4 separate regions of the Mus musculus genome follow, and all the other regions are linked to region 1. A link is a contact called in public HiChIP or PLAC-seq data. All regions are on one chromosome and are shown on one strand. Each heading gives the region's core, a stretch centred on a gene start, on an enhancer-like site or on the middle of the called end of the contact. The rest is flanking DNA. Distances are from core to core; before and after follow the strand shown.

The links. HiChIP or PLAC-seq counts read pairs in DNA pulled down with a chosen protein or histone mark.
Region 2: a contact with region 1 is called in an H3K27ac HiChIP or PLAC-seq map of heart atrium, with 3 times the contacts expected there. The contact joins two enhancer-like sites. A contact is called at or near these places in 4 of 115 datasets of contacts at active chromatin or transcription factors (SST interneurons, double positive thymocytes, heart atrium and 1 more) and 1 of 9 other capture datasets (embryonic stem cells).
Region 3: an H3K27ac HiChIP or PLAC-seq map of oligodendrocyte precursor cells shows a contact between it and region 1, with 2.9 times the contacts expected there. The contact joins two enhancer-like sites. A contact is called at or near these places in 1 of 484 Hi-C or Micro-C datasets (nephron progenitors) and 1 of 115 datasets of contacts at active chromatin or transcription factors (oligodendrocyte precursor cells).
Region 4: a contact with region 1 is called in a CTCF HiChIP or PLAC-seq map of pro-B cells, with 10 times the contacts expected there. The contact joins two enhancer-like sites. A contact is called at or near these places in 1 of 15 datasets of contacts at CTCF or cohesin (pro-B cells), 2 of 484 Hi-C or Micro-C datasets (myocytes and nephron progenitors) and 1 of 115 datasets of contacts at active chromatin or transcription factors (differentiating embryonic stem cells).

What each region holds. Positions count from the first base shown.
Region 1 is chr11:68,026,593-68,034,053 of GRCm38.p6, forward strand. The region is part of intron 6 of Stx8 (syntaxin 8); the gene reads left to right. Among named protein-coding and RNA genes, the nearest start is that of Stx8, 64 kb to the left of the region's middle. Within about 2 kb of position 4,334, at least 106 of the 459 cell types and tissues checked have an H3K27ac peak or open chromatin away from gene starts, as enhancers often do. A contact at or near this core is called in heart atrium, oligodendrocyte precursor cells and pro-B cells, where this site is marked.
Region 2 is chr11:68,284,043-68,291,503 of GRCm38.p6, forward strand. The region is part of intron 2 of Ntn1 (netrin 1); the gene reads right to left. Among named protein-coding and RNA genes, the nearest start is that of Mir6406, 67 kb to the left of the region's middle. Within about 2 kb of position 2,544, at least 53 of the 459 cell types and tissues checked have an H3K27ac peak or open chromatin away from gene starts, as enhancers often do. A contact at or near this core is called in heart atrium, where this site is marked.
Region 3 is chr11:68,241,849-68,249,309 of GRCm38.p6, forward strand. The region is part of intron 5 of Ntn1 (netrin 1); the gene reads right to left. Among named protein-coding and RNA genes, the nearest start is that of Mir6406, 25 kb to the left of the region's middle. Within about 2 kb of position 2,778, at least 16 of the 459 cell types and tissues checked have an H3K27ac peak or open chromatin away from gene starts, as enhancers often do. A contact at or near this core is called in oligodendrocyte precursor cells, where this site is marked.
Region 4 is chr11:68,173,586-68,181,046 of GRCm38.p6, forward strand. The region is part of intron 7 of Stx8 (syntaxin 8); the gene reads left to right. Among named protein-coding and RNA genes, the nearest start is that of Mir6406, 44 kb to the right of the region's middle. Within about 2 kb of position 3,231, at least 31 of the 459 cell types and tissues checked have an H3K27ac peak or open chromatin away from gene starts, as enhancers often do. A contact at or near this core is called in pro-B cells, where this site is marked.

The DNA.
Region 1 (7,461 bases), core at 3,084-5,583:
AGAGAAAACGTATGAGTGTTTGAAACTAGAGATTTCATACAGTGTGAAACTTCCCTATCCTGTTAGCCTGGATAAGCAGCAGAAGAAAAGCCAACTGATGGAAGAAAAAGCTTGGGCTGATAGGGTGGGTCAGAAGGCAAGGCGCTTGCTCGAAGACCAGAAACAACCTTCTCTTAGTCCCTGGGTCCCACAAGGTGGCAGGAGAGAACTGACTTTAGCAAGTGTCCTTTGACCTCCACACATGTGCCCTGATGTGTGCAGGGTTTTACGTATATTTATTTGATTTGGCTTATTAATTATGTTCTCATGTCATATGACTTTCTGAAATGTGAAGTGTTATCCTCTGAGAGACAAAAATGAAATGAAATGTCCTTCAGTGTTTCTGAATAGCAACGTCCTGTTGGAGTCTATCAAGTCTTCTTTATAAAGTTTGAGGGAAGGTTTCTCTCTCTCTCTCTCTCTCTCTCACACACACACACACACAAAACACGAGCTTTGTTGGGTATCTCTGTCATTGGTACCTTTTACTTTATGCTCTCAGCTAACAGTATCACTCCAGACTTGACTTTGGTTGCCATTACCTAGTAACTAGCTCTCCAACTTTGGGGTTTAGGACCCTTTATGTTCTTAAAAATTATTGTGAAATCCTGAAAGGTGTTTTTTTTTTTCCTATTTCTTTTGCTACTGCATTTAAAATTATGAGATATTTAAAAATTATTAAGTTTACACATAAAAAATGTAAATTTAATAAATATAAGTTTAAAATTAATAAGCATATCTGTTGATATAAGCAAACTTATGGAAAGTATCTGTTTTTCAAAGACGTTTGTGGAATCAACTCACCTTATAGTTTTATAGATGTTTGTGTTTGGAGTGGTGAAGCTAGCTGGATTCTTGTATGTGTTTCTGAATTTGGCTCATTGTAATGCATCATTTTGAATGTTGTAAATGAAATACATTTCATGTAGAAATGTAGTTGGAAAAAAAGCATTTTAAAAATCTTTGCAAATAAAGTTTTTGCTTTTCTATATGACAGCAAAACATAACATTTAGTTTCTGGAAGGTTTGCCACATGCAGTTCTCCTGGCTTGGTGAAGCAGACCGTGCTGGACACTATACTAGGAAATAAGAGAGCTCTGGGCCATTTGCCCCTATAATTACGTGCTCTGCCCTAAAAGTGACAAGTCAGCTTGTTCCCTGCCTCACTGGCTACACTGATCAGCTGCTCCATGCAGCCATGGTGAAGTATAACCCACCATATATCACAGCAGGTATACTTCATAGTGTCGAGACTCTCAGACTTAGAGTGAGGTAGCCAGGCTTTAGTGTCTGTTTTCATGTATCAAGAGAATTCCTAGGACCTATTTCACTGTGTTAAGAACATGAAGCAGCCCCATCTGGGGATCCATCCCATATGCAGACACCAAACCCAGCCACTATTGCTGATGCTAAGAAGTGCTTGCAGACAGAAGCCTGGTACAGCTGTCTCCTGAGAGGCTCTGCCAGATTCTGACCAATACAGATACAGATGCTCACAGCCAACCATCGGACTAAGCACAAGGACCCCAGTGGAGAAGTTAGGGGAAGGACTGAAGGAGCTGAAGGGGCCTTATCTGGCATCAGTGGGAGGGGAGGCCCTTAGTCCCATGAAGGCTCAATGCCCCAGTGTAGAGGAATGCTAGGGCAGGGAGGTGGGTAGGGGAGCACCCTCATAGTAGTAGGATAAGGGGGGTGGGAATAGGGGTTTGCAGAGGGGAAACCAGGAAAAGGGGTTACATTTGAAATATAAACAAATATATCCAATTAAAAAAAAAAAAAAAAAAAGAACATGAAGCAGGTTAGTGCGTGGGACCCACATTGGAAGCAGCCTACAGTGAGCCTCTACTGTTTCTTGCCTTCAGAGGTCTTTGGTTAAAAAAAAAGCAACAGACTAAGTGAATAGGTGACCTCCCCACTCACTTTTCTAAAGACTGTCATACCACTCGGCCTCCTGAGTAATTGGCACTGCAGGTACAGGCTACCATGCCAGTGAGGAAGGTACTGCTGTCCTCTGTTGATAAGTAAAACGACTGCAGGGTGGTGGTGCTGCACACCTTTAATCCCAAGCACTCAGGAGGCAGAGACAGGTGGATCTCTGAGTCCAAGGGCAGTCAGGGCTACACAGAGAAACCCTGTCTGGAAATACAAAACAAAACAACAACAACAAACGAATAACAACAGTCTTAGCTCAGCATCTAAAGTGGCTTTAATTAATGATTCTGTGACAGGGGCGGAGCATTCTGGTTGAAGAACTGGGCTATATCGTGGACAAGCAGCCTTTGTGGATAGAGAACAGGAGTGAGGCCCGAGCTATTGTGTGGCTTGCCTTGTTTGAGATAGGTGTCTGCTTAGAGTGACTGAAGCTCAGCCCCCGTGACTGAACACCTGTGCCCTGTGCTTTCTCTTACATCCACTTTGCTTGAGCAGTCGACTGTGTTGGATTGGTCCCTTGTTCAAATCAATGGCTTTCTGTAAATTGTATTTCACATATAGAACTGTGAGGTGAAACAGTTTCTAAAACAGTCCTTCAATTCTTAGCTGGGTTTGGAAACAACCAAGGGATTCTAATCCTTGCCAGTGGTGTCTAGAAGCCTCCTGGTCCTGAGATAACTCAGCCTGATGGGGACAGGGACCTCAGCGGCAAGTGTGTACACACCCATGCAGGGGCGGGCATGAATGAGGCTGGGCTTCCTATGCCTGTGAGCAGATGGAAGCCGGCCTTCCAGATAAGTCCAGAAGTTAGGAAATGGCAGGTTTATGGGAATACTAATTTCTTCCGTCCCCTCCCAAGAATGGGATACTCAGACCACCCACCTTGGTCCACAACATTTTTAACATGCATACCTAAGTTTGTATTTTTTTTTCTTTTTCTTTCAAATAAGTATCTCTGGATAAATCAAGTTTAGACATTTTCAGCTTCACTTCAGAGTCCTCATTTTTCATACTGTTTTCAACAGAAGCCCCACTTTATCTGGGCCAGCATTTTATGTGGATTTATCGTCATCCATGCCTCTTCTAATTGGTGTGTGTGTGTGTGTGTCTGTCTGTCTGTCTGTCTGTCTGTCTGTGTCTACCATCACTGTGTTGGGGGGGTGCTATGATTTTCACCATTAAAAAGCTTTAATGTTTATGGTTGCTTTTTTTCCACGGAAGTGTGGTTTTTTTTTTTTTGCTTGTGAGATCTTTTGAAAACCTTTGAATGGTACTAACTTATTTTTCTTCTCTTCCTTGTATCCTTCCTGCTTTTTCTTGGCAAGTTTTGGGTTGTTCATCTCAGAGTTTTTCTTTCATGCTGTTGTGGGCTGAATTATGCCTTGCCCCATTCACATGTCGGTGTTCTGACAGCCTACCCCTAAGAATGTAACTGTATTTGGAAAGAGCTTTTTAAAGGGGTAATTAAGTTAGAATGAGGTCAGTCGGCTGGGCCCTAATCCAGTGTGACTAGTGTCCTTTGTAAGGTGAAGAAACTGGAACAAGACACATATGGAGGGGGACCCTGGGAAGACACGAGGGAGACACACCATAGAGGGCCTTAGAAGCCAGTCTTGTGATGACAACTTGATCTCTGGCTGCAGTCTCTGGTCTCCTGAGAAAGGAAGGTTGTTTTAGGCATGCAGTTTGTAATGAGCTCAATCTCTGCTGCTATGATTTTCCTTACATCTCTACTAATGTTTTTTTAAAATATTTGTTTGTTTATTTATTTATTATATGTAAGTACACTGTAGCTGTCCTCAGACACTCCAGAAGAGAGAGTCAGATCTCGTTATGGATGGTTGTGAGCCACCATGTGGTTGCTGGGATTTGAACTCCTGACCTTCGGAAGAACAGTCGGGTGCTCTTACCTGCTGAGCCATCTCACCAGCCCTCTGCTAATGTTTTATCAGCACTTTAGGTTTATGAATGGAGGACCATGTTGACACATATAGCCAGCTTTTTAAATGGTGGCAGATCGGGTTACCCAGAGGGCTTCTTTCTTGCCTGGGACAATGTGCCATGAATCTACAAGTACTTAGGTTCTACCCGGGCATGCTTCTCATGGGCTAAGTAAGAAGAACACGCAAGCAGAGTCAGGGCCCTAGAAGTGATGGCATTAGAACGTTAACCTAGGGGGAAAATGCTGGGAACTTTCACCTAGGGTGACATGGCTTCTTCATTGACCTCTTATTACCCTGTAGCTAGCTCAGAGCCTCTGACTCATTTCCTTGCCTGAACACCAGCTCCCAAGGGCCTTCCATTCACAGCAGTCCTTCCTCTCCAGAGAGAGCTGGCCAAGGGTTGCAGCTGGGGGTAAACCCTGGAGGCTGCAGCCCACACAGGGCAGGGCTCAGGGTAGTTGGGCCCAGCTGCTCCATAGAGAACTCTGCACACAGGCCTGATTCCTGCCTCACAGTCACTCTCTGTGTAGAACATTCTGTGGCTGCCAGTAGCCATTGACTCCAAGCCTGGCGGGTCTCCAGTGCTCTCTAGTTGGGAAGAAAGAGCTTCTCTCTATAGCTATGTGTGTGTGTGTGTGTGTGTGTGTGTGTGTGTATGTGTGTGTGTGTGTGTGTGTGTGTGTGCGCGCGCACGCGTGCATGTTTGTTTCAAGTTGGAGTTTCCCTCCGTTGTGGTTTGTCCATACAGCCCAGGTCTCGTCTTTGAACAAGTGAGTCTTCTGAAGGACTTGTTCATTGATAGCTCTCCTCTGTGTCTCTGTGTCTGCCATTCTTAGAGAAAAAGGATCATCTCTGCAGCGTGGTTGTGCTCTCTGGAAGGAAGGAGGCAACACGCTGAACTCTACTGTCTACAACTCAAAGGCATGTTTTTATGAATTAACAGGAGCTATATAAAGTATTTTACCAAAGTGGCTGGGTCTCTGGAAGCTTTGCTAGAACAGATGTTTCATTTGGAGTCCGTGGAAGTTGTTTGCTTGGCTTCCTATGAGTGGCACCCCACCTTATCACCTGCTACCTTCATGGCTGAATTTCCCTAAAGTAATACAATTAGGGAGATGAGGAAAGGTAATCCTGTTCCTTGTATTCGTAGTTTTAGGTACTTGAGGGTGGACAGTCTTTGTCTATAGACAGAGGCTTGTTAACAGAGTAGGAACGAATGGGGGAACAGGAAAGACAGTCTGTCATTCTAACTACTGTCTGACTCTCCCTGGGCATCCAGCAGTTCCTGATGCTCCACAGGTCTATAGACTCAGTGTCCCCAGACCATCCCAGTGTAGATACAGCTATTAAGTCCTAGATGTCCCTAGGCACTTCTATCTGCTTGGCTACAAATTCCCGTGACTCTTCTTCTGAATTGGGTACTTTATGAGAACATTCACAGAGCTCAGGAAGGTGCCGTGCTTATAGGGTTTTATTGTAGTAGTTGCCACTCTGGAAGAGCCAAGTAGTGTAGTGAATGTGGCAAGGTGTCGGGGAGGAGGTGCAGAGTCTCCATGCCCTTTCCACGTGTGCCGTGCTCAGAGCACATCCATGTGTTCCCTGCCCTCAAAGCTGTCAGGACCTTGCTGGTGGGTTTTCGTGGAGGCTTCAGTACTTGATTGATCATTGGCCATGGTACAACCAGCCTCCTTCGCCACCACTGAAGGTGAGCTTGGGCCTGAAACTTTCAGTGCTCTAATCATGCATAGAGCTAGTCCTCCTCTCAAATTACTTAAAGGTCTCCTAGGAATCATCTCCTTGCCACAAATCTAAAAGCATTTCTTAAAGATAACAAAAACTACTCTTATCAGGGAATTCCAAGGTTTTTGATGTTCTTGCTAAGAACTAGGGGGTAAAGATGAGAAATATACTTTTATTATTATTATTATTACAGCACAGCTAGGAGCCAGTGTCTGTGAGTCTGCTGAGTATGCAGAAATGATTGCTTGGCATGGGTGTGGTACTTGTCACATGGCTTTGCTGCTGCTAGCTTTAGTTTTGATGATGAGCTGAGACCATTGAGCCACAAGGACTTTGCCTTTTCTAGACTATGCCTTCTTCATTTCTTTCTGGGCCCATAGTTGGTTTATGTCTTGGGACAGCTCGGGTAGGTGACTCATCGGCCTTCCTTTCCCATGGGCTTCCCCACAGTTCCTACTTGATCTCTGAAAAGGAGGAGGCAGCCACAGTCCCTCCTACTGTAGCAGCTGAACCAAAGAATGCACCTCAGCACAGCACAGCACAGCACAGCACAGCACAGCACAGCACAGCAAGCAGAAAGGATCCAGTAGCATCACAGATGCAAAGAGTAGGTCTCCCTGAGCTCCGCTCCTGCCGCTCTGCACAGTGGTTTTCTTCCTCAGTGCCTTTGTAGGAAGAAGGGAGGGCTAAAGCTGAGTTGGAGCCTCCCCAAGTTTGTAGCCCCCACGTCTGTGTAGGTGACACTTTTACAATCTTGAGTGATTGTAAGGCGACACAGAATTTGAGTCATTCCTGACATGTTCTAAGGTCAGACATGGCAACGAGCTGCATTTTTCTTTCCTCTTTCCTCCAAAGATGCCCGAAGGTTGGAGGTTCTGGCCCTGGGTCCTGTTGCAAGGTTTTGTGATGACTAACAGTCATTGCCAACTTAGCAGGATCCAGAATCACAGAATCTAGAAGATGATCTCTGGATGTGATTGGGAGCTTTTAGGTGAAGTTGATTTGGGTGGGTAGACCTAAATGCCTTGTTTTTCTTTTGAAATACAAAGAAAATAGAAGCACTGTAATGAGTTGCTTTGGGGACAAAATACTGTAACTTGCATGATGAGATCTGGACATAGAGGTCACATGGTTCCCTTAGGAACCTGGTCTAGTGCTTACTAAGTCAGCGTTTGCCCACAAACAATGAGCATGCACTGGGTATGCTCATGGTTATTAGTTATCACATGAGAGGATACAAAACAGAATCAGCCAAGGGCCGGGCTCAGAAGTAAAGTCCAAGGGCACCCAGGGCAACCTTCCAAGGACATTGAGCCAGTAAAGTCACACAGGATATGCTTAATCCCACCGAAATGAGTTCTGACAGCGTGTATGAGATGTTACTAATCAGGGAATCGCATTAGAGGTGATCGCCCAGGCTTTATTCAAGGCATCTACTACATAGGCGTGTTACCTCCTCCCTGGCGGGTATCCAAATTCCAGAGAACCAGAAGGAAAGCAGGTGTTCAGCATAAGCCACATTGTCTGTGCAGCCCAGACACCTTGGGCCGCACTTATCAGTTAACAGTTCACCCCTCCCCACATCCAAGTTCCAAGGTACCTGCCAAGGACCAACCACAGAAGGGCACAGAGGCCCACTGCATGTCCGCTTTACTTGCGTTTACAGTGATGGGATTAAAGGCATGCACCACCACCACCACCACCTGGCAAGACATTTTATCTTGTCTAACCATCTCAGGCAGTCATTTGGAAACAGAATTGGCATCACTGGAGAATAGTTCTGTTTTTTGTGTACCGAGAATTTGTT
Region 2 (7,461 bases), core at 1,294-3,793, 260 kb after region 1:
AATTGTAAATATTCCTCCCGCAGTAAGTGTCTTCAGAGCCTAGTTTGTGGCAACTCCTGAAAAGGCCCAGCTAAGCAACCAAGGCTGTGCACACCTGGCTCCTGTCTGCGCCAGGGGCATCATGCTGAGCGGAGCTCTGAAAGGCCTTTCTTTGGAGCAGAGGCTGATGTGAGCAGGGCCCAAACAGCTCTGGTACCGGCAGCAGTCTGTGTTTAAAGGCCATCACTCGAAAGAGAGGCCCATTGGACACGCAAACTTTATATGCCCCAGTACAGGGGAACGCCAGGGCCATAAAAGGGGAGTGGGTGGGTAGGGGAGAGGGGGTGGGTGGCTATGGGGGACTTTTGGTATAGCATTGCAAATGTAAATGAGCGAAATACCTAATAAAAAATGGAAAAAAAAAAAAAAGGTAAACTAGATGCTGATGGCCAGTCCATTTACGCAGCAGACTGTAGGTGTCTCCTTATAACTGGGAAGTCCGGCTGCAGGCACACTTTGGTGGTCAATGATTATTTATTGAATGCTATTATAATTCCGGAGCTACACAAGGAGCTGGGGAACAAGACAGAGCCTCAGGAGATGCCCAGGTGTGGTCAGCTGATGCTGTTGTCTCCAATGGCTCAGCCCAAGGCCCACTGCTAATGCAAGGATTATAGATTGTAAGTAGAGACAGTGCAGTATAGACCAGTTGGAGTAAACCCAAGGGCATGGAGGACATGAGGACATGGAGAAGTAAGAGGACAAAGGGGACATAAAACAGAGTCTGGTCCCAGCCAAGGTTCCTGAGACTCAATCATTGAGGACGACACTTTTCAACTTTAATGTAATAAAAACCACTGGCAAGCACAGTGCCCATCCAGGGCTGGGAGGAAGGGTGTGGCAAATGGTAAGTGCTTGGGTCTTCCAGAGAAGAGGTGCATGGTGGGCCACTCTTCAGGGTCCGGAGCAAAGAAAACTATTTTAGCAACAAAGCGAGTCTCTGGCTGCTTGGAGGTTTCCCATCTCCCCTGAGCAGACGATGCTCCTTCTGACTCTTTCTCCGCTCATCAGTCCAGCCACACTCACTTCACTGGCTCAGTCAGCTCACGGCCTCCCACACCACCATACGATGGGGACAGCACTGAGCTAAGATAGCTTGAAAGAGGAGACACAGGGCTTTTATTAGCCTGTTGCTACAATTATTCAGTTTTGCTATTATTACTAATCTCCTATAGTCACAGGAGAGTGTTATACATATATATTCAGTGTCTGCTACCATGGGTGGTTTAATGTAGCTGCTGACATATTGGAAAGCAACACACACACACACACACACACACACACACACACACACACACACACACACACACACGTCTGTGCGTGCGTGTGTACTATAGTTTCCTCTGAGTCTGGAGCAGGCTGAAGGGTGTGTGTGTGTGTGTGTATGCACATGTGCACACAGAGTTGTATTTTCCTCTGAGTCTGGAGCAGGCTAAAGAGCTCTAAGAGAAGACTAAAGAGCAGTAAGTGAATAGGGTTCCACTCCTATCAGCCCGGAAGCCCCTGAAGCTGAATTCTCCCAAAGCACCCCCTTGCCTCTCAGTGTGTCCTCTTGGAAGCCGGGTTTAAAAAGCCCTTTATCCTAAGATTCCAATTTGAAAATAAAACCTAACTACCTCTTCCCCACCAAGGCTTTATTCAGATATCAAGGATGCGGTGGGTGGTAAGAGCAAAAAGACAAAAATGTGGAAAGTGCTTTGGAAACCCAGCGTCCCGAGTGAATGGGTCAGGGAGGCCTGCCTGCCAAAGAGGGCTTTAGATGGTTTCTGATAAAGTCTCTGAGATAAGTGGCCAGTGTTTGTTGAGGGCTTAGGGAGCTTTAGCCAAGTCTGATCACAAAGCAGACCTCTGTCAACAGTCCTTCAGGCCACTAACAGGGCTGAACAAACACTACAGTAACAAGTTCTTCACACCTGTGGGGCTTGGGAAAGGTTTGGCCCCTTTGTCCACAGGCAGACAAAGAAGCTGCCTAGAAAGCCTGGGCCCCCACCCAGCCAAGCCTCTGGGCATCTGAAGAAAGGCCCGGGGTCAAGACAGACAGCTTGAAGTCTGGCCAGCCCCGTCTCCCTCTGAGAGCAGAAACACCTCCCATCCGACAGGGAGACCCTCCAGTGAACAGAGTCCCTGTGAATGGGCAGCAAAGGCTGGTTCTGAGGCTGGGGCCTGACCCACAGGCAGTATGAAGGCCCTGGAGTCGGAGCATTCCTGAGAGTACAGCCAAGGCTTGGAGGTTCGTTCTCCCCCCTGTACACTGCCACTGTCCCCTCCCCTCTGTTGACTGCAGGGCCATCTCCCAAATCTACTTGACCTTGCCGTCATTTTTTCCACTGACTCCTTTCCTCTGTAAACATGTTAGCCTTTTCTTTCCTCTGCCCTTTTTTGGCTGCTCCACCTCCCCCTAAGGCTTTCAAATGATCCCCTCCTAACTGTACAGGCCTTCCCTGTGCAGGACAACTCAGGGTTTGCGCTGCAGAAACACCCCTCCCAGACCCTCACTGTGGAGGAAATGAGGAGATCTGGGGAAGCCCCGAGCAGTCATCAATTCTCCCTCCTTACCCTTCTCAGATCCACCCTCTCCGGAGCCTGGCCCCAGGCTGAAAGAGGGTGGGGCCTCGCTCTGCCCTGTCACCTCCCCCAGAGAGGTCATCCCTGGCCTACTATGTTCCATTCCCAACCTAGACCTTCCCCACATCCACGCATTCCTTCACTCCAAATCTCTGGACATTCCTCTCAACTTGTTACCGCCCTGTTCTGGAACCTTCCACAGTTGCCCATTTCTGAAAAGATGCAAAGCCTATTACTCTCAAAGGGAAAAACAAAACTAAACAAAACAAAACTGGTTTCAAAATATAGGTCCTAGGGACTGGAGAGGCAGCTCCGCAGTTAAAATCACCCCACAGGCTGCTCTTCCAGAAAACCCAGGTTCAATTCCCAACACCCACATAGCATCTTGCAATAGTCTATTATGTGTTCCAAGGAACTCAACACCCTCTTCTGGCCTCTGTGGGCAATAGGCACACACATGGCGCAGACATACAGATGACAAATCACCCATATACATTAGGGGAAAAAAAACGGTCCAGAGGCTAACTTCCAGCAGAAAGACCTTACCCCATCCCCACTCGTGACAGAGCTAAACAGGAAAGAGGATGTTGTTCACCCAGGGCAACACAGAGCTTGAGACAGGAGTGGCCCTCCAAGTTACCCTCTTATGGAAGAGATGGGAAGAATGTGGCAGAGACTTTGCCAGGAACCTGGCAATAGTTAGTAATAGCTAACCTTTCACCTAACTAGTTCAGGGCACTTTCCAGATCTCCTGCCTGGCAAAGATCTCAGTGTTCCGAGAGCTTGGAGCGTGATAACCCCACCCCCTGCCTGTTGGAATGTCTTCCTAAGGACAGCTAATATTCAAGCAAAGGAGGTCTGAGAAAAGCGTGCCCCTTCTGCTGGAAGGGAAGGCACTGCTGTGAAATCCTCTGCCTTGTGACTCACATGGCCTGCCAGATGCCTGCTTGCAGCATGGGGGCTCCCTTCCAATCGCTTTCCCCAGAGGTAGTGCACAGGCTCCATGCACTAGACGTATGAGAGTTGACTTGCCAGGGGAATGGGCCAACCCTGGCTCCTGGCTCCCTGGAGTCATTTCCCATCTGTAATGGGTCCCATCACCAAGGCTAGCACATGCGGGACTCCAGTAGTGGTGGGGGAGACTGGCAGTGAGGGCTTAATGACTTGAAGCTACTCTGGTCTACACAGGTGGGAGCAATGTGCAATTGGAGGGACACAGCTCTCCTTCCACTGCAGCCCCCAGGCTGCATCTCTGTCTACTGGACCAGCCAGCTAAGACAACTCTGGTTAACTCTGACCTGGGTCTTAAGCTCCAGAGACAAGTCAGCCTCCGGTGCTACAGGACCTCTGTACTGCACGGAGCACTAGGCCTCACTGACACAGGGCCCTAATCATGAAGAACACAGGCTGACACCAGGGATCTGGTGAGCTGTTGTAGGCCAATGCTCATTTTCCTAATTCATTTGACAACTATGGTTGCAAAATTTCACAAGCCAAGGCACAGGATGCCTACTTTAACATGAACTGCAGGAAGTGAGGTTTAGTGTCAGCATACCACAGGCTGCATGTCAATCCTCTAGTCCCAACAGGCCCCCTACCCTCATAAGTTCATACTTTGCCTAAAGTTAAGGCAACTCTAATGGTCTTAGCACTGGTGAGACCTAGGAGTTAAAGGGGCCCTTAGAGTCTCCTAGGCTTTGTGGGAATCAAAGGGTTGTCTGGTTCTGCAGTGCTTGTTGGCTCTGGGGCCAACTCATTCCTCCCTGTATATGTGCCCACTGCTGAAATCGAACAGGAATCCTATGATATCTTGTTTGTTTGTTTTCAAAGCAGGGTGTCACTATGTGCCTCTCGATGTCCTGGAACTCACTGGCCTCGAATTCATAGAGATTCACCTGCCTCTGCCTCCCAAATGCTGGAATTAAAGCATGTACCAGTTGACTGGCACATCCTGTGACCTCCTAAGACCATATGGAGATGGATAAGAAAGGGGAAGGCACTGCCCACCTGAGCTTCCCCACTGTGTGACGTACAGAAATGATGAACACACCATTCTGTCCCACCCAGGCACCCAGGAAGCTCACTTCTTCCCTAGAATGTCTTAACTTGACATGAAACTATCTCCCTATTATGGGGCAGGGTGGAAGAAAGCAAATACCATCTAAGTGGCCCAAAATAAGTAAACAGAAGAGCATTTCATCAGGGGACGCTTTGTAATGGAACTCATCAAACTCTGAGCCCCAGTTCTGGATCTGGTTATTTTAATCAAATCAGTAGGTAAAATTTATTTAGAGATCAGTAAAGAGCTTATGGGATTGTAATTAAAGATTTTAATTAAAAGTCATGTCCTGGAAGAGAAAGTGGGTGATCCGCCACATAGATGGAATGACAGGGGACAGCAAATTCCAGCTGACCAAGGGAGCTGGAATGGGTCTCCCCCCTGGAAGTGAGTGACCTAAGCATTCCTAGAGAAATTCAAGTTAGAGGGACAAGATCCAGGAGGTGTATTCTGGAGAGGAGGTAAAAACCTTCTGACTCAGGGAACCTTTAAACAGACACCTTGGGGCTGAGTGGCTGTTACTGGTTTACAACTAGGTCTAGCCCCATGAATATTCCTGCTCAGGAGTTAGGACAGGGAGTCAAATCTGGAAAGGACGCTGGTTCCTTACAGTAAACATGCATGTGAGAAAGAGACAGAACATGCAAGCAAATGGGGACTTCATCTGTAGAAAATGGACCCTGATAGCCCTTCTGGAAGGGTCTCACTATGGCAGTACACAGCCCATGGAAGCTGTAACTCTTCCCCTGGAGTACAATGGTATCTCTGTACCGCATTGGCTTACGGATGCACTGCAGCTACAGAGCATTAGAGGCAGCTGAGTTAGGGCTCAGCAGATAAAGCACTTGCTGTCAGTTAACCTGGGTTTGATCCCTGGAACTTACAAGGAAGAGACCCTGTTCCTGCAAGTTGCCCTCTGCCCTCCACACATGTGTCCTGGCACACACATACAACCGACAAACAAATAAATGCAGCCACCTTTGGGGCTTTCAAAGGTAACAGGATTGCCCACAGTCAAAGTATCTCTAGTCATGGTTGGCACTGTGAAGTGTTACTTGCTAAGTGCCCTGAACATCTCCCCTAGATTTAAGGATAATATACCATCCTAGAGTCTAGGCAAGGACCCCTAAGGGGACAGACCCTTTCAAAAAAGGGGAGCCCGTGTCAAGAAACAGAGGGTATCAAATTCCTTGGCTGATTGCTTTAGGCAACATCCCTTGATGTCCATAGGGAATAGATTGCAAGACAACCTGAACCCCATGGATACTGAAATCCAAGGATTCTCATGTCCATTATGTGAAATGACACAGTATTCACCTAGTATCCACCCGTCCTTCTATATACCTCCAATCATCCCCTGATTGATTCCAATACCTGTTACAACAGGTATTGTGATCACACTGGACAGTTAAGGAAATGCTAGGAAGAAAAAAAAAAGTGCATTTTTAAAATTCAGATCCAAATGCTTTTCATGTATTTTGGATCTGAGATTGGTTGACTCTTCAAGTATCGAACTCAAGCATATGACAACCCAACTAGACTGTCATTCTATTAAAGGAAGCCACAAATCTTAAAAAGATGGAGATTCTGGGACCTGATTTTGTATACCTTATCCATTGAACATGCCCACAGAATCAGGTGGGGAAGGTCTTTTTGTCCCTATCTTACAACTAAAGATGTGGAGACCCCAGCAGCTCATTTGGCTCATAGTGGTAATGGGACTGGAAGCCACCCACACCACCTCCAAGACCCTGTGGTCAAATGGCAAAGTAGAGTTGTCCCCATTAGACTCAACCCAGTGACCTGGTTGGTTCTCTAACCGGAATAGAAGTACTGGGGCTACATGCTAGGCCAGGCAAGGTTATCTTCATACTATCTTTTGGTGGTAGTCTTTGTAAATGTTTTCCCAGGGTTTGAAAACCAGACAGGTCCCTTGTACAAGTCTGGGGGAGGGGAGCCCTGTGTGATCGCCCACATTTCTTGGCTTTGGCACTCCTGGCTGCTTTGCATGTGGCTAATTCCCCCGGCGTCCTCTATAATTCCACAGTAATGTGGTTTTAATTGTCCCCAAAGTGGGCCATTCTTCCTTTATTGTGCAGTAAATTTCCCTCCAGAGTTCGGATTTCATGCGCCAGCACCAGGCTAGGAGCAGGCCGGCCTCAGGGGGAGGCAGCGCTGGCCTCATCGCTGGCCCCTGGCCCTGAGCAGCCTGGCTGCTTCTCACTCTGACCCTCCCTTGGCCAGCAGCTGCATACTGGGAGCCATGGGGCAAACATTAGGACCCTTAAGGGAGGGGCACTCTTGAGGAGGTTGGGACACTGGTCTGTGGTTCTGTCTGGAAAGCAAATTAACTCCACAAATGCAAACAAGCTGCGAAGCAGATTCACTGGGCTTAGAGTATGGGCTAGATCACTGCTGTGTGTTCATGTGGCTCGCTAGCAAATGCCAGTGAGGCTGGGCGGCAGGTGCAACGAAAGCTCGGCCCTCTGAGCCTTCCTCACTTCCCACCTGTGCTCTGGGCCAGTCACCTGAGCTGCCTGGTCCTCCTTGCTGGACCAGAAAAGAAGACTAATTATAGTCCCCTTTATCAGATGAACAGAGGTCCTTAGCCTCAGCTTTGTCCTAACGAGGTAAGGAAGAGGGTGAGTCTGGGGCCAGACGTGCAGGTTCAGATCCTATCTGTCACAGGCTAGGGCAAGACACTTGAACTTGGCTGTCTGTTAAGCTCTCATCCATTAGCTTCCTTATCTAGGAATGAGGGTAGTGATGAGACCCACCTGCCAACAGTGGCTGACATT
Region 3 (7,461 bases), core at 1,528-4,027, 210 kb after region 1:
TGTTTCTGTGAGGATGGAACGAAGCCCTCCCTCCTCTCCACCTGGTGGCTAGCTGGGCCCGCCCAGTGGGAAACAGCCTGGAATCCAGCGCACACAGGAACCACTCAGCTGTTTCCCTCAGTTCTCTGGAGAGGAGCAGTGAATGGTAAAAGCTTCCTAAGAGGCAGAGCTGCGACCCACAAGCGAAGCCCCTCAGGACATCATAGTTTAATTATGAATGAAACATTAATTAATTATTCTTACAAAGACTAAAAACAATTTTACTGCCAAATTTTGAGCATAGTATCCTGGGGTCTATACAGAGTTACCCCAGTATCTAGGGGAGAGACAAAGGCTCCAAGAACATCTTCAGGTCCCAAGATCCACAGACGCTCAAGACCCTCATTACAAACAAACAAACAAATAAACAAACAAACCGCAAAGCAAATCCAGGATCTCATATGCATTAGGAAAGTGCTTGAATGCCAAACTTCAACCAAACTCTTTGATATTTCATTTTAAAACTGGTTTTGCCCAGGTTGGTTTCAAATTTGTGATTCCCATGAGCACACCTGAACTACCTGCTGGGCAGGCCTCTTAGAATCTAGAACAATTTTGGCGGACAAAACACCACACAACTTTCACTTAGCTGGGAGTGGGGATATGGATGGCAGAGGCTGGTACCCACGAACACCAGCTTCTATTGGGAGCTGGAGAGTAATACCCAGAGTCCCCCCCCCCCCCAAGAACACATTCACACGGCTCCCTCGGAGCTGTCTGGTCTCAGGTGCCTCCCCGCTTGGTAGCTGAGCTTTCTGGAGTTTCTGAGGGTTGATCCACACATCCTCTCTCCTTCCTCCCAGAGACATGCTCACACATTCAGAAACTTCTCATTAGCCTCAAAATCCAAGACTCTCACCATGCCAGCAGTTCTGCAAACCCTGGAGAGTATAGACAGAGCTTCCCTCTGCTTGTGATGAGCTACCCAGCTGGTGAGGGTGTCCTCCAGGAGAGATGCAGGTGGGTACCCATCACAGGAGGAAACGATGCAGAGACAAAGATCTGCATACAAGCTAAGAAGCCTCCTAAGACGTTTCCAAGATTCCAATTCTGTCCCCTATGGTCAGTCATTTAAAGCGGTGGTTCTCAACCTTCCTAATGCTGTGACTCTTTAATACAGTTCCTCAAGCTGTGGTGACTCCCAGCCATAGATTATTATTGTTGCTACTTCATAATGAATGTTGTTACTGTTGTGGACCATAATGTAAATATCTGTGTTTTCTGATGGTCTTAGGCAATTCCTGTAAAAGGGTTGTTCAATCACCAAGGGGGTCTTGAACCACTGTTTTAGAGGTTGGCTTTTTTTTTTCCTTTCTTTCTTGAAGACTCCAAATTACCAATCTTGTTACCGATTCTAATTCAATCAGCCCTCCATCAACCACAGGCTCTGCCTATACAAACTAAACAAACCATAGATAAAAATATTTTAGAAAAAGGGGTATGTGTATTAAACATTGACATTTTCCTATCATCATTCTCTAAAGAAAACCGCTCTTGAAAGAGCTGGCTCAGTGAGTACGAGTGCTTGTGGCTATTCTGGAGGACCTAAGCTCTGGTCCCAGCACCCACCTCTCCTGTTAACTCCAGCTCCAGGGAATCTGATGCCCTCTTCTGGCCTTTACAAGTACTGTACTCACATGTGCATACACCTAGACACATACACACACACAGGCACATACACCGTCATAATTTAAAAATTAAATTTAAAACTATATATAAACAGTATGTGTGTCATTCTAGACATGTGCTATTAAGAGATGAGTTACAGTATATGGAAAGATGTAAGACGATTCCATGTAAACACTCTACTAGCTTATGGAAAGGACTTAAGCATTTGCAGACTCTAATAACCTCAGGTCCTGGATACCCAGGGACCAGTATATCTTCCTCTCTTATCTGCCACCTGTGCCTCTGGGAAACAGCAGCCCATCTGGAAGATCAGCAAGCCCCCCTGGACCTGAGGCTTCATTTCTAAAGCAGCGAAGACCCAGCAGGCTCTCAGCAACGCCTGTCAGGCCACAGGAGGTGACATCAGTATCTGTGGATCTGGGGGTTGGCTAACAGTTAAAAAATGGAATTGGAACCATTCACTGTTCTTAGATGTCTTCCTCACACAGCACAGCTCGAAGGGTCCCTGGGAGCCACAGTGCTGTGTCTACTCAGCTCTGTTACCCAGCACCCTGGGATGGATGAACAGGCAGAAATTGAATAAGCGGACAAGTGCACAGCCTCCTCAGAACCCCCAAGGAATTCTGGGAGTTGATGAGTGAACAAGGGGAAATATATAAAACTACTCCCAAGCCAGGCTGGACAAGAAACCCCACACTTTCCAGCCTGTAGCCCAAGTGAGGCCAAGAGACGGATTCACAGCACAGGCTCTGTATTTCCTAAGCCTTTCCAAATTGCAGAAAAGGCTGCACCTGCCTCCGTCTGTCTGCGGCTGCTAATCCACTGTAACAGCTCTGTGCCCCCATTCTATCTCCCCCTCGGCGGGCAGAGTTATCCCGTGTATTCGCCTTTAATAAGCTGAAGCTATTCGTGGCGCTGTATTCACTGGTATCTGCTCCCACCGGCCTGCCCCACAGGGTCTCCTTGTCAGATCTCCCAGTGAACAGGGGATTTTGTGTTCAGCGGGGAAAACAAAGCTGTCCCAACAGGGATTCAGTTGGCTCTCTGCACACTTCTCCAGCGAGAGCCAACAGTGGACACAAACTGGAATTGCTGTCAACGCCAAGGGGGGATTCAGATGAGCTGAGCCGGGCTCCCTGGGAAGCCGTGAAAGAAGGGGATGGTAGCCCTGGAGCATCACCTCGGCTGGCTGGCCAGCTCAGCTGGTTAAGCCAGTATAGATGAGGTCATGCCTTGGAGCCTGGTAGCACTCTTGCTCTGTTTCCCTGTACCTAAACTCCAGGCAGCTGTCAGGCAGGAAGCACACTGCTGGCTAAGACTGGGTTAAACTGCTTCCTACACAGAAAAATGGCCTGGCTTTCTGATGCCAATAACTACAGCATCACAGTGACAGGTGGCCACAGATGCACCAGAAGTCAGCAGTGTGTTCCAAATGATTTATGTGCAAACTATACGTGGTAACCAACCACTATGTCATTCTCCATGTATGCATGAATATGGCTTGCATTACTCAGTACCCCTTGCGGTTAGGTATGGTCATGTGACTGGGTTCTAACCAAAGAGACGGGAGCACAGGTGATTCTGAGCACTTCTAGGCTACAGAAATCACCCAGGGGCTTCCCAGCAGTGACTCGGCGGCCCCAAGGGATGGCAGAGCCATACCATGGACTCACTGCCAGAAAGAAATCATCCAACTAGGGACACCTGTGGGTGATGGCTGTTGCGTGAGCAAGCAATCCCTGGACTGCAAGAGGTTTATTGTCACGCATACCTGATCAATACAGGCAGTAAGAAATTCTTAAGTGGAGGCTGTGGCGGCGGCGGCGGCAGCAGCAGCAGTGGTGTGCATGGCAGAGAAGAGCTGCAAGATGTCTGAGTGTCCAGTTAGTTAGCTGTGAGAAGGGCACCAGGACCCCTGAGAACAGCCGAGACTTTCTGCAGTAGAGAACTGCTAGGGACTGGCCAAAAGAGAAACCTGTGCCTGGGCCCAAACAAAACCTTCTAAATTACTTACTTGACCCTCAAAATTGGAGGAGTCCAGGACCCCTGACAGGGACCAAGAGCTGAGGATACTTAACTTCCTTAGACAGTGTGGTGGAGTCATGGAGAGGACCTACCCACATCCTCACACATATTTTAAATCATCTCTAGCTCATAGTGCCTGATGTAATGCAAATGTTGAACAGTTACTAGACTGTATTCATGGGAAGACAAGGGAAAAGGTTAGGATAGTTCAGTACAGATAATGCAGTTTGGGTGTTTTTTTGTTTTTTTGTTTTTTTGTTTTTTTTAAATCTATGGTTGGTTGAATCCACACACTCCAAACCCATAGTCACAGAGGGCTGAGGTAGCAAATGTGGTAGATGTCCCGCTCTGACCTCCTTATTAGCCCACCACACCCATCCCAGCTGCCGCAGGTACTGGCTGCAAATCACGCATGCTTGCAGCCTTTGGTTGATGCGCACTGATTTGCCGGGCAGTATCTGGGCAGTCACAAGCTTCGGTCCAGTTCCAGTAGGGAGGCCACAAGCCAATGGTCAGCTGATGTTAGAAGTGTAGTGTCCTGACTTCTGCCTTATCTATGGTATCTTCTCCCACCGGATTGCCTCCTCGGAGTTCTGGAGGGGTTTTAGCCCTATACTCTCTTGTCTTCCTTGCCTGGAGTACCCCTCAGTAAATGACTTCAATAGCAACCCCTGTCTTAGGCCCCCGAGGTTCTAGAGAACCTAACTCAAGATACTTGACCCCAAATAACCTAAAGAAATGGCTGGCATCATATCACCTTTTGAACATACAATAAAACTACCACCACATACAGGACAAAGGGCAGACATAAAATCCAGAGTGAAGACAATGCTGGATTATCCGGCCCCAAAAGGGTTCCTTGAGGCTTCTCTGTCTGGTGATGATGGAGATTCTGTGAGGCTCAGGTGAACCTACCCACCAACCCTGCGACTGAAGGAGATGCAGCTAAAGGTTGTTTCTCCTTTCTCTGATCCCAAACTGGGGCATTATAAATACTATGGAAACTATGAGTTATCCCACCTGCTAAGGTGGGAAGGGAAAGGTTCTGGCCTTGTGGAGCCCAGCCCAGTGAGGGCCTTTAAGACAACCTTGGAGAGATGACTCAGTAGTCAAGAACACTGGCTGCTCTTGCAGAACACCAGGGTTCAGTTCCCAGCACCCACATGGCAGCTCACAATTATCCACAACTCCAGTTCCAGGGGATCCAGTGTGCTCTTCTGACCAGGCATTTGGCACATTCATACATGCAAACAAAGCACTCCTGTACATAAAATAAAAATAAGAAAGACAAAAAAGTATAACTTTAAAAAAATCTTTGTGCTGCTTTCTTGGAAACTCATTGTCTCGAATGGTCCATGAATTACGGATCTCCCTCCAGTGTGTGTGTGTGTGGGGGGGGGCGGTTAGGGGTGTGTGTGTGTCATTCACTGCTTCCATCTCACCCTGTAAGGAAACCAGGCTGACTGTAAACTGTCAATCTCCCATGTGACCTAGAACAAGTCTTCGCCCTCCTCCAGGACACAGCTTTCCATCTATCAAATGTGGAAGCCATATCACTGACCTGTTCATAGCTAGGTTCTTAAGGGTGGATTTGATGGCTCTAATGGTGACTGTTAGAACCATTAAGTCTGGGGTGGTATAGAGGTTTGAATAGGCTTGGCTCCCATAGACTCATGTGTTTCAATGCTTGGCCATAGGGAATGGCAGTATTAGGAGGTACAACCTTGTTGGAGGAAGTGTGTCACTGTGGGCATGGGCTTGAGGTCTCCTAGTGCTCAAGCAAGCTCTGCCTACTGTGGAATGAGACTTCTCTTGGCTGCCTGTGAGACACAGTCCCCCCTTCTGCTGCCTGCAGAAGACAGTGCCCTCCTGGCTGCCTGCAGATCAAGATGTAGAACTCTTGGCTCCTCCTGCACCATCTCTGCCAAGCTTCCCACCATAATGATAATGGATTAAACCTCTGAAGCTGTAAGCCAGCCCCAATTAAATGTTTTCCTTTACAAGAGTCTTGGTGGCCATGGTGTCTCTTCACAGCAATAAAACTCTAACTAAGGCAGGTGGTCTGATATCTGAGAGTGTATTTAGTCAAAGAAGTCAACATGAGTGCTATGCTCCAGCCTCAGGGCTGGAGGGGGTTTTACTCACCCACTCCACTTTAATGGCTGTTGGGGTTCTGAGGGACAACACTGACAGCAACAGCTTAGCCCAGTATTCACAAGAAGTCTGGGAGTTCAGGGCAGAGGTAGGAGCTGGAACACCCCGAGATGCTCTATCATCTTCCCCAGGTCAGCCAAGCTCTGATGAAACCTGCACATCAGCCCCTGCCAGTAAGATCCCTGGGATGTGGGATGTGGGATGTGGGATGTGGGGTGTGGTACCAGAGCCTCCTATCCTCTTTCTTTCCCTGACACCTGTCATTTGCCTCATTATGCATCTCCCTCGGGTCCTAGAGAGAAGAACGCCCACGAAGGACTAAAATATTCTATCCCACTTGCTCCTCTGACCTCCCGACTCATCCCTTTGTCCTTCTCCAGGCTGGGGATAGCGCCACATGCAAAAGCCCAGAGACAGAAGAACAATAGGGTGATTGCTCTGTGCGGCTTAGGGTGACAAGGATCCCTGGCAGCAGGGGTGGGGACAGATGCTTTTTAACATTGCTTATGCCCAGCCTGACCTCCACCCTGCCCTCTGTGCAGGCTCAAGAAGGAAGAGCAGGGAGGGAAAGGGGACCAGGGAAAGCAAAGGAAGGCAGTGGACAGAGAGATGGGGGGTGGGGAGAAAAGGGGGAAGAGGGAGGGAGGGAAGGAGCGTGTGTGTGTGTGTGTGTGTGTGTGTGTGTGTATGTGAGAGAGAGAGAGAGAGAGAGAGAGAGAGAGAGAGAGAGAAGACAGAGTAGAGAATAGAGAGGGCAGCTAGAGAGGGAGAAGGAAAGAGGAAAAGACCCACCTAGGCCACTCAAAAGCCGTCCACATCAAATTGCCTCTTGAAGGTCCCCAACAGTGTCCTGTAGGCACTGTAAGTCCACAAAGTTCAACCCAATACATAATACATCCCATAATACATACGGGATTAGTCTGGCCTCAAGCCAGGGGGTAGAGGGCAAGACACACTGGCTAGTGGAAGAGACCCATAGCTCCTTCTCCTTCGCTCTATCTCTGGTTCCCCTTTACTTGGGAAGTTCTGGCAGCTAGGCTGATGTCACAACATCTGGATTTAACCCAGTGATGTTCAACTAGGGGCTGCTGCTTTGTGCCAAGGGGACACCAATTATCATCACTTGCCTGAAAAGCTCCACACCTTGTGTCGTGGACAGCCCCAACCACAACCACAAGTACCCCAGCCCAAAGCCAGTTTCTGCTGAGGGTGGACACTCTGGCTGAAACCCTAGTATGATTGGTTTAGAGAGCTTGCCCAGAGTGGAAGGAACCCTGGGGTCTACCCCTAGCACCTCAAACAAACAAACAAAACAAAACAAAACACATTTTAAAAAGCATGGCCCTTTTTAAAAACTGTTCATCCTTTTCATCTTCTAACCCCTCTACACTCACCAAGATGACACAAGGCAGCTCTGGACATTTCTCTCTGAGGTACCCCTGTGAGGGAAATTCAGAACTCAGACATCCCAAAGCCAGGGGGTTGCCCTGAGCTCAGGCTGGACACAGCATGACCTCCTCCTCAAGGGCTCACGGGGTCACTAGTGATAGCAGGCACCACATAGGCAGCACCGTTCCCTGGCGGTGACACTTCCCATCCACCATGTTCTTGAAA
Region 4 (7,461 bases), core at 1,981-4,480, 150 kb after region 1:
CATTCTCGGGCTTCTCTAGCCGCAGCTCCAAACCCACACACAGGTTTTCACATAAACCTACTGTAAAAGCCTAGGAGACATGGGGCAGCTTTATCACAAGGACAGCCCACTTCTGGATCCCGATTCGGCACTAGTTACCTTTCTCACTGCCACAACACAACGGCTAAGAAAAGCAAGGACCAAGGAAGGGGTTCTTTTAGTTCTGGTTTGTGGGGATAGGGCTGAGCGTGGCAGGGAAGGCGTGTCTACTGGAGGAGGAGGAGGCCACTGGTCATGTGGCATCTGCAGTCAGGGAGCAGAGAGATGGATGCTGCTGCTCAAGTTCATCCTTTTTATGCAGCCTGGGACCCTAGCCCATGGGATGGCGCATTCACATTTAGGGTAAGCCTATTTTCTGTCAAATCTGGTAACACCCTCATAGCAACATAGAGTTATGTCTCGTTGTTAATGCAAATGCAATCAAGTTGACAATGAAGATTGACTGTCACACAAGCCAATCTCATAATTTAGTAAATTGAGTTTAAATTTGCTTAACCAAGCACTCTTCCAACGAAAGCCTTTATATACACTCTACCTTCTCTCTCGGCTACATGAATTCATCTTTGCAAGTGACCTCCAATGAATCTGCTTTCTGGCCAGATGTGAGTCTGTGGATTTGGAGAAAGCGAATTGACAGGTCGTGACATCGGTGTAGCTGTTTCTGACAGTTAGGACACAGAAACTAAGCAATAAGTTCTAAAACTAGCCCAAGGGTAGTCAGGGAGGGGAAAGTCTGTCATTTCTAGACTAGGTTAGAGGTAGTTGAGAAAGATGATTCTACAAGGACTGGAGAGCCAGCGCTAAGAGCTGGATTGTGGAAGGGGTCCGTGCTCAAGTGCAGAAGGGGCTTTCTCACTTGGAGGTGAGAACAGGAACCATGTTGGAGGCCTCAAAATAAAGCCAGGAGCTAGGGAAGTGCATGACTGTGCTCCCTTATTTTGACTGCTAGAAACCCACCTTTGTAAAGTCTTTTTCTGTTATGGAAAAGTCAAGTTTAATAAACAGATTGTAATTTCATCCCATGATCCATCTCAGCAAAGCATTCTAAGTGTATAAACCCAGGCCCAGTTGATTCTGTGTGCCTGTTGCTTTCTCTTCCACCACAGCCTCCAGGGGTGGCATCCTCAAAGCTGCAGGAGTAGCTCTCCACAACCAGCAAATGCTGAAGCTGCAGTGGCTGGCCCCGGGAAGGTTCGCATCACTCTCTTTAACGTGCCTTAGAGAGTTCCTGCATTCTGTGGCCCTTCTTTGACTGAATAAAGGGTTTACAAAATGGGGAGAGACAGCTGCCATCCACTTGCGGGCCAGTTCTGGACCTCCTGGATTCACTGCCTCTGCACTCAGCTTGGAGGCCTTATTCCTGAATTCTAGTTCTGTTCTGTTTAGTTGGCACTACCACATCCAACACCCAGAAACACACAGACACATGAGAAAAACACCACTGCTTCCCCTCAGTTCAACTAAGGCAAGGCTGGAGGGATTCAAAACGTACTGTTCCTTGGAAACAGCAGCAAAATATACACAAAAGCATAAATAAATGGATAAGTTCATTGAGGTTAGCCTGCAGAACTAGACTTAGCAATGAAGACTGGGCAGCAGGGCTTGCAGGGCCAGCCAAAGCCTACATTCCCCCACCTCAGTCTCTCAGAATCCTGTAAAGACAGAATTCTTACTCAAAGACAGCCCAACTTTTAGCCCAAGATAGATTTGATTTATAATTGTAACCTATGTATTACAAAGAAGACTCGAGGGAGCGTATAATAAAAGACGTGTGTATACATATAAAATCTCAAAGCTGTGAGAGACAGACAGAAGATATTTAAATGTGGGCGAGAACATAAATAGAATGGATCAAATCCTTTAGCTGGTGTCGTCTTGGAGAATTAACTCTAGTGCCAAGAATAGAGACCTGGGAAACCAGGGCAAAAGAGCAAAATATGACTTACACACAGCGATAGTATCTGATAGGAGAGCGGGGGGCAGGGGGCATAGCAAGCTTTTTCAGGAAAGGTGAGCGGTTTTTTTTTTTTTTTATTGAATATTTAGCAAAGTGAGTGAAGCATGTATGTAATTGTTTGAGGACTGTACAGAATGCACAGGAATTCTTCCCGGTTTGGTTAGTGGCCATATTTGCTGGAGTTGACCCTAGTTGCTTATTATTATCATTATTATTATTACAGTGTCACATGTAGCTCAGGCTGACCTTATATTTACATGTGTGGCCCTGAACTTTCCATCCTCCTGCACTGACTTCCCGAGTGTTGGGGTATAGGTGTGTGTCACTATCCGAGGTCTACGAGCCTACTTTAGATTTAACGGGATCCTCATCCCTTCCCACTGTTAGTTTTTATGTGCCTTAGAGCTGTGCCAAATTCATTTCTTTGAAGCTGGCCATAAAGCTAGGAGCCTGCTCCCTGACTCCAATAGAGGACCGTCCTAATCACCGGAGGACACTGAGCAGGAGCGTGTCCCAGGGAACAGCATGTCACAGCCTAGTTAGAACACTCTTGATTGGTTAGTTTTGTCTGCCATTCCCAGTTTCCCAGATTTGTGGAGATTTTCATGGACAGGCATTGTGATCATTTGAATGAGAAATGTCTGCCTTAGGCCTCAGGCATTTAAGCATGTGGTCTTGGTTCATGTGCTGTTTTATGGAGGTTTAGGAGGTGAAGCCCTGATGGAGGAAGTGTGCCACTGAAGGCAGCCTCTGAGTAGTATAGCCTTGCCCCGCTTCCTGATAGTGCCACCATGCCTGCCTGACCCTCTAGAACCTACACCAAGGTAAGCTCCCTCTTCCTTAAGTTACCTTTGGTCATGGCGCTTATCATGGCAGCCGAGGAGTAACTAGACAAGTACATATTAGGTACTTTGGAGGAAACAAAACTGTGTGTTCATAATGTGACCCATATGTCCACTAATCAGAAATATGTACAACAGAGCCATGTTGAGCTGGAGGAAATTGTCCTAAACCAGCCAAACAGTGGGTTTGGCCCTTAAAGGGGTTGTAACATACAGCAGACTCACTGTAACCTAGCTTGATAAGCAAGCAGGTTGAGCCTAACCCAGATGTGCTCCTGTAGCTAAGCAACTGGATTTACCCAATCCCAGGAGTTGAGCCCAGCCTTTCAGATCATGCCCAAATAAGGTAAAAGCCCAGCCACACGGAGCCAGTAATCTTTGTATATCTTTGTATGTCATTTCCTGTGTTTCTGGTTATAAACCATTGGCAGGGCGGGAGCATTCAGCGTCGTCTTTAGTCTAGAGTACTCTCCAGTTCTAGAACCTTTCTCTTGCTCAAGTTAACTAAGCTTAACTAACTTAGTTAACTAAGTTAACTAAGCTGAGTTAGTCTCAGATTTTTCTTAACAGACTTCCTTACTTTTCTTTCTATACATAGTAGTAGTTTGTAGTTTGAGATCTACCCCTAATAAGAAGTGGAAGTCATTTTGATTGCCTCTGAGAGAGTTGTAGTATGATAAAGTTACTGTTAAGTTATTGAGGGTTTTTGTTATTGTTGTTGTTGGCATATTTTTTATTTTATTTTTATTTTTGCTCACATGTGAAATTCAGAGTGCATAGGGTAGTTGGTTCTTTAGACTGTATTATTTAACCTAACCTTCAGTTTTTAACCCAACCATCGTCCTGTCCCTGGGCCTTCCCTGGGGACTTGTGTCCTAGTCCCAAACCTTACCCTCAGTCAGTTACTGAGGTCTCGGTGTCTCCCATGGGTCACTGACTACGCCTCCTTTTACTCTTGGTTTTTCCACAGTTCATTGCTGTATCTGGTTTGTTATACTTTTCGTTCTGTTTCCGTTTGTGGATTATGCTATTTCTCCTCCTCACCTGTAGGTTGGGTTTGAGGAAGAGACAAGGTAACTGTAGGTAGAGGTAGGCAGGCTGCCACGTGTGAGAACATCACCATATGACATCCGTTCCCCTCCCCACTATAACCCAATGGATAGATAATGTTATTGTGCTATCCCAGATAAGAATGGAGGCTCAGGGAGGCGAAGCCTGTCCCCATGTCACATGACTGAGGAGTGGAAGAGCAGCAGTTTGAGCCTCAGCCTCTTTCTAAGTTAGATTCTCCAGGACTTCCTTCTTGCCATGCCAGACACTGGTGATCATGAATACAGAAATACCACACACCGCCCCAAGGGGCCTCATCATTCGGGTAACAGGGCCTTTTCTTCTTGTCTTTGTTCCCTGAAGCAATCCTTTCTTATTTCATTTAAAGACTCCCCCTCTACAGCTGCTGTGGGCAGCTTAGTGTTGTCTGAAGTCTGAAGATGAGAACGGGAGCCACGAGCTTACAAGTTACCAAATCTGGAAGATGTGTTGGGGTGAAACACTCTTGCCAACCTCCTGCCTCCTAAATCTTTTTGTGAGCACGTTTTCTTACCCAAATGACAAAGAACTGCTTGTACTGCGCATGCCTAAAACTCATGGGTCTGATGCATTAAAGATGGCGTTCTTGTCTGACTGCCCATCCCACCAGAGCAGACAGGATAGGCTTCCAAAGCCAAAATAGCTATGTGCTGTGCAGTGGTGTTTAGAAGTAGGGGATCATGGGGGAAGAACAAAAAGTGTTCTCCCTCTCTTTTGGAGAAGATGCCTGTGCTAACCGTTTAACAGCTTTGTTTTTGCACTGCATATGTAAGTTGCAAATGTGAGCCACATGGGCAGGGGTTCCTGATCAAGTCAGCCAAGGGCCAAGGTGCTTTGAGAGTTCAACTGTTTGGGTGAAGCCTACACTGACATCACGGGGAAGAATCCAAGTGCAAATTTTCATCCCCGTTTATGACCTTGCCACATGCATATGTATATGTGTGTCTATGTGTGTGTGTGTGTGTGTGTTTGTGTGTGTGTGTGTGTGTGTGTGTGTACATACATACATGAGTCCTCACCAGTGTGGTTTTTCCTCTTGGAGGTCCATACAGTCCTTGGCAAGTGTGATGTGCTTAGTGTGAACGCTTCCAGAAGTCTATGACAGCTTTTCAGAAGTATTTAAATTCGTCACTTTGGAAGGGGAAAAAAAAGGAAGGTATTGTTTGTCTTTAAAGTGTTTGTTTTCCTAAGCACAAGCGCCTTAGCAACTGTGTGTGAAGACAGGTTTATTTCAGTAGAATTTCTCACAAACAGTATATTCATTTACGACCAGCAGTAGACCGGTGCATGCAATGGTATCATATGCAGTTTGCTTAACTAAGGTAACTATGATCGCTGCATAGCCACTCTGAGTCTGCCTGCCCTGGTGCCTGTGTGGGTACCTTGTTCCTGGCAATGCACTAGACTGGCCATAACTGAGGTTCCAGAGAAATGGCTGCTTTACCTCAGCTCAGAACCTACTACATCAAAAAGACAGTGTGCTGGCCAGGGACATGGGGTCTATTGAATTGCCTTAGATATTTCTCCCTTTTTAAAATCAGGACTTCAGATCTCTCTGTTGCTTTCCCTGTGTTCTCTGCAGTTTATATTTAACACATGCAAAATGGAATTTAGTGGTTTATCAGCACCAAACAGCATGTTTCGGGAAACTTCTAAGTACTGCTAAGATCTTTGTTTAAAATGCAGATTCCTGGCTTGTACCTGATTCTCCAGCCTCGTAGCCTGGGGATGCTTTTCCTTGCTCCCCAGGCTCCACCCTAACTCATGACTAGTAGGCATGCGTATGTCCTAGTTGGGGTTACTGTTGCTACAGTGAAGCAACTTGGGGAAAAAGTGTTTATTTGGCTTCTACTTCCACACTGTGGTCCATCACTGAAGAAAGTCAGGACAGGAACTCAAACAGAGCAGGAAACTGGAGGCAGGAACTGATGTGGAGGCCATGGAGGGTCCTGCTTACTGGCTTGCTCATGACGGCTTGCTCAGCCTGCTTATTTATAGGATCCAAGACCACCAGCCCAGGCATGGGTCCCACCCACAATGGGCTGGGCCCTTCCCCATCAATCACTAATTAATAAAATACTCTACAGCTGGATCTTAAGGAGACATTTTCTCAATTGAGGTTTTCTCCTTTAGATAAGTCTTGCTTGTATCAAGTTGACATAAAACTAGTCAACACCCGGTATTATCCAGGTAGTCTAAAACTTTCCCTGATGATAAAGCACATGGTGTTCCTGCTAAAAATTCCTGGGCCGCATCCTGGACCAACGAAGAGGATGCTCTAAGCCAGGGGCCTGGGAAGCTGGTGAACAGAACCTAGAAAATGCAAGATTCTAAGGCCAAACCCACTGCTGGAAACCAAGCCTAACCCATAACCATGAAAGACGGAGTTGCTAATTAAAGGGGGTGGGGCGAGGCTGAGAAGGCTGACTTTTTATGTCCTACAAAGTCAAATGAGAAATAGTTTGATGTTCTTTTTCCCTGCTTACCTGCACCTCTCCAGCTCTCAAAGCTTCCTCATTCTGGTATGTTAAAGTGTAGGTCTGGAGCCAGCCATTATTCTTTTGATGAGAAGATTCTTCATTTATTTTCTCCTCGACAACTATTGCAGAGAGTCGTTTTCTAGCTGGATGTGATGGCACATGCCATCTCAGCTCAGGGATGCAGAGGTGGATCATCTCTGTGAGTTTGAGACTAGACAGTGACTTCCAGGCCAGCCATGGCCACATAGTGGGGCCATGTCTGAAAAATCACAACAAAGTACTTCTCAGCAGCTGGGAGTGCAAACAGTCAGGCTTCAGCCTCGCACGGGTCAGGTCCGGGGTTCGATGCCCAACCCGGCTTTTTAAACACATATTTTTCATCTGTCTGGGCTGTTTAAATTCAAGAATAGCTTTATATGCTTTTAAAGAAAGAATTCCTTAAACAACTGTCATCTCAGATGTCCTCTGATGCTTCCTACTTCATATATATACTACATCTATATGTAAACTACAAACTTCTGAGGCCAAATGTATGCATTGTTCATCTGCCCCTCCCCAGAGGCCGCCCAGCGCCTGGCCTATGAAACTGCTGTTGCTGTGTGCATCAGGAGGGAAGTGTTTTCATCTGGCCTCTGGGTCTGTTTTCTTTAACTACGGTTATCAGAATTGAGCTTGACCTTATTGTCTGTTTGTACTGGTAAGCTTTTCACTACATGGTTGAGTATTGGTTTATTAATTAAGATTTATTAGGGCAAAATGTTGGTTTTTATAAAAAGCATAAACTTGAGAGACAACCCCTATGATTGTGACCCCTAAAAAGAGCTGTCCAAGTCTCCTCACCCTACTGAGGAAATACCACTGCACAAATGGGTCGCTGTTAGTTGATGGAAAAATTACATTAACTGGAATCCCCGGTTCCCTGAACATGCCAGTTAACTGGGGTATTAGTGTCCTGCCTAAACTCTCAGAGCTATTAAATTAAACGGTCATGACACGAAACCCCAGAAAAGTCTTATTGTTGTCTCAAAAGATTGTGTACAGGTGTTGCTCGTCT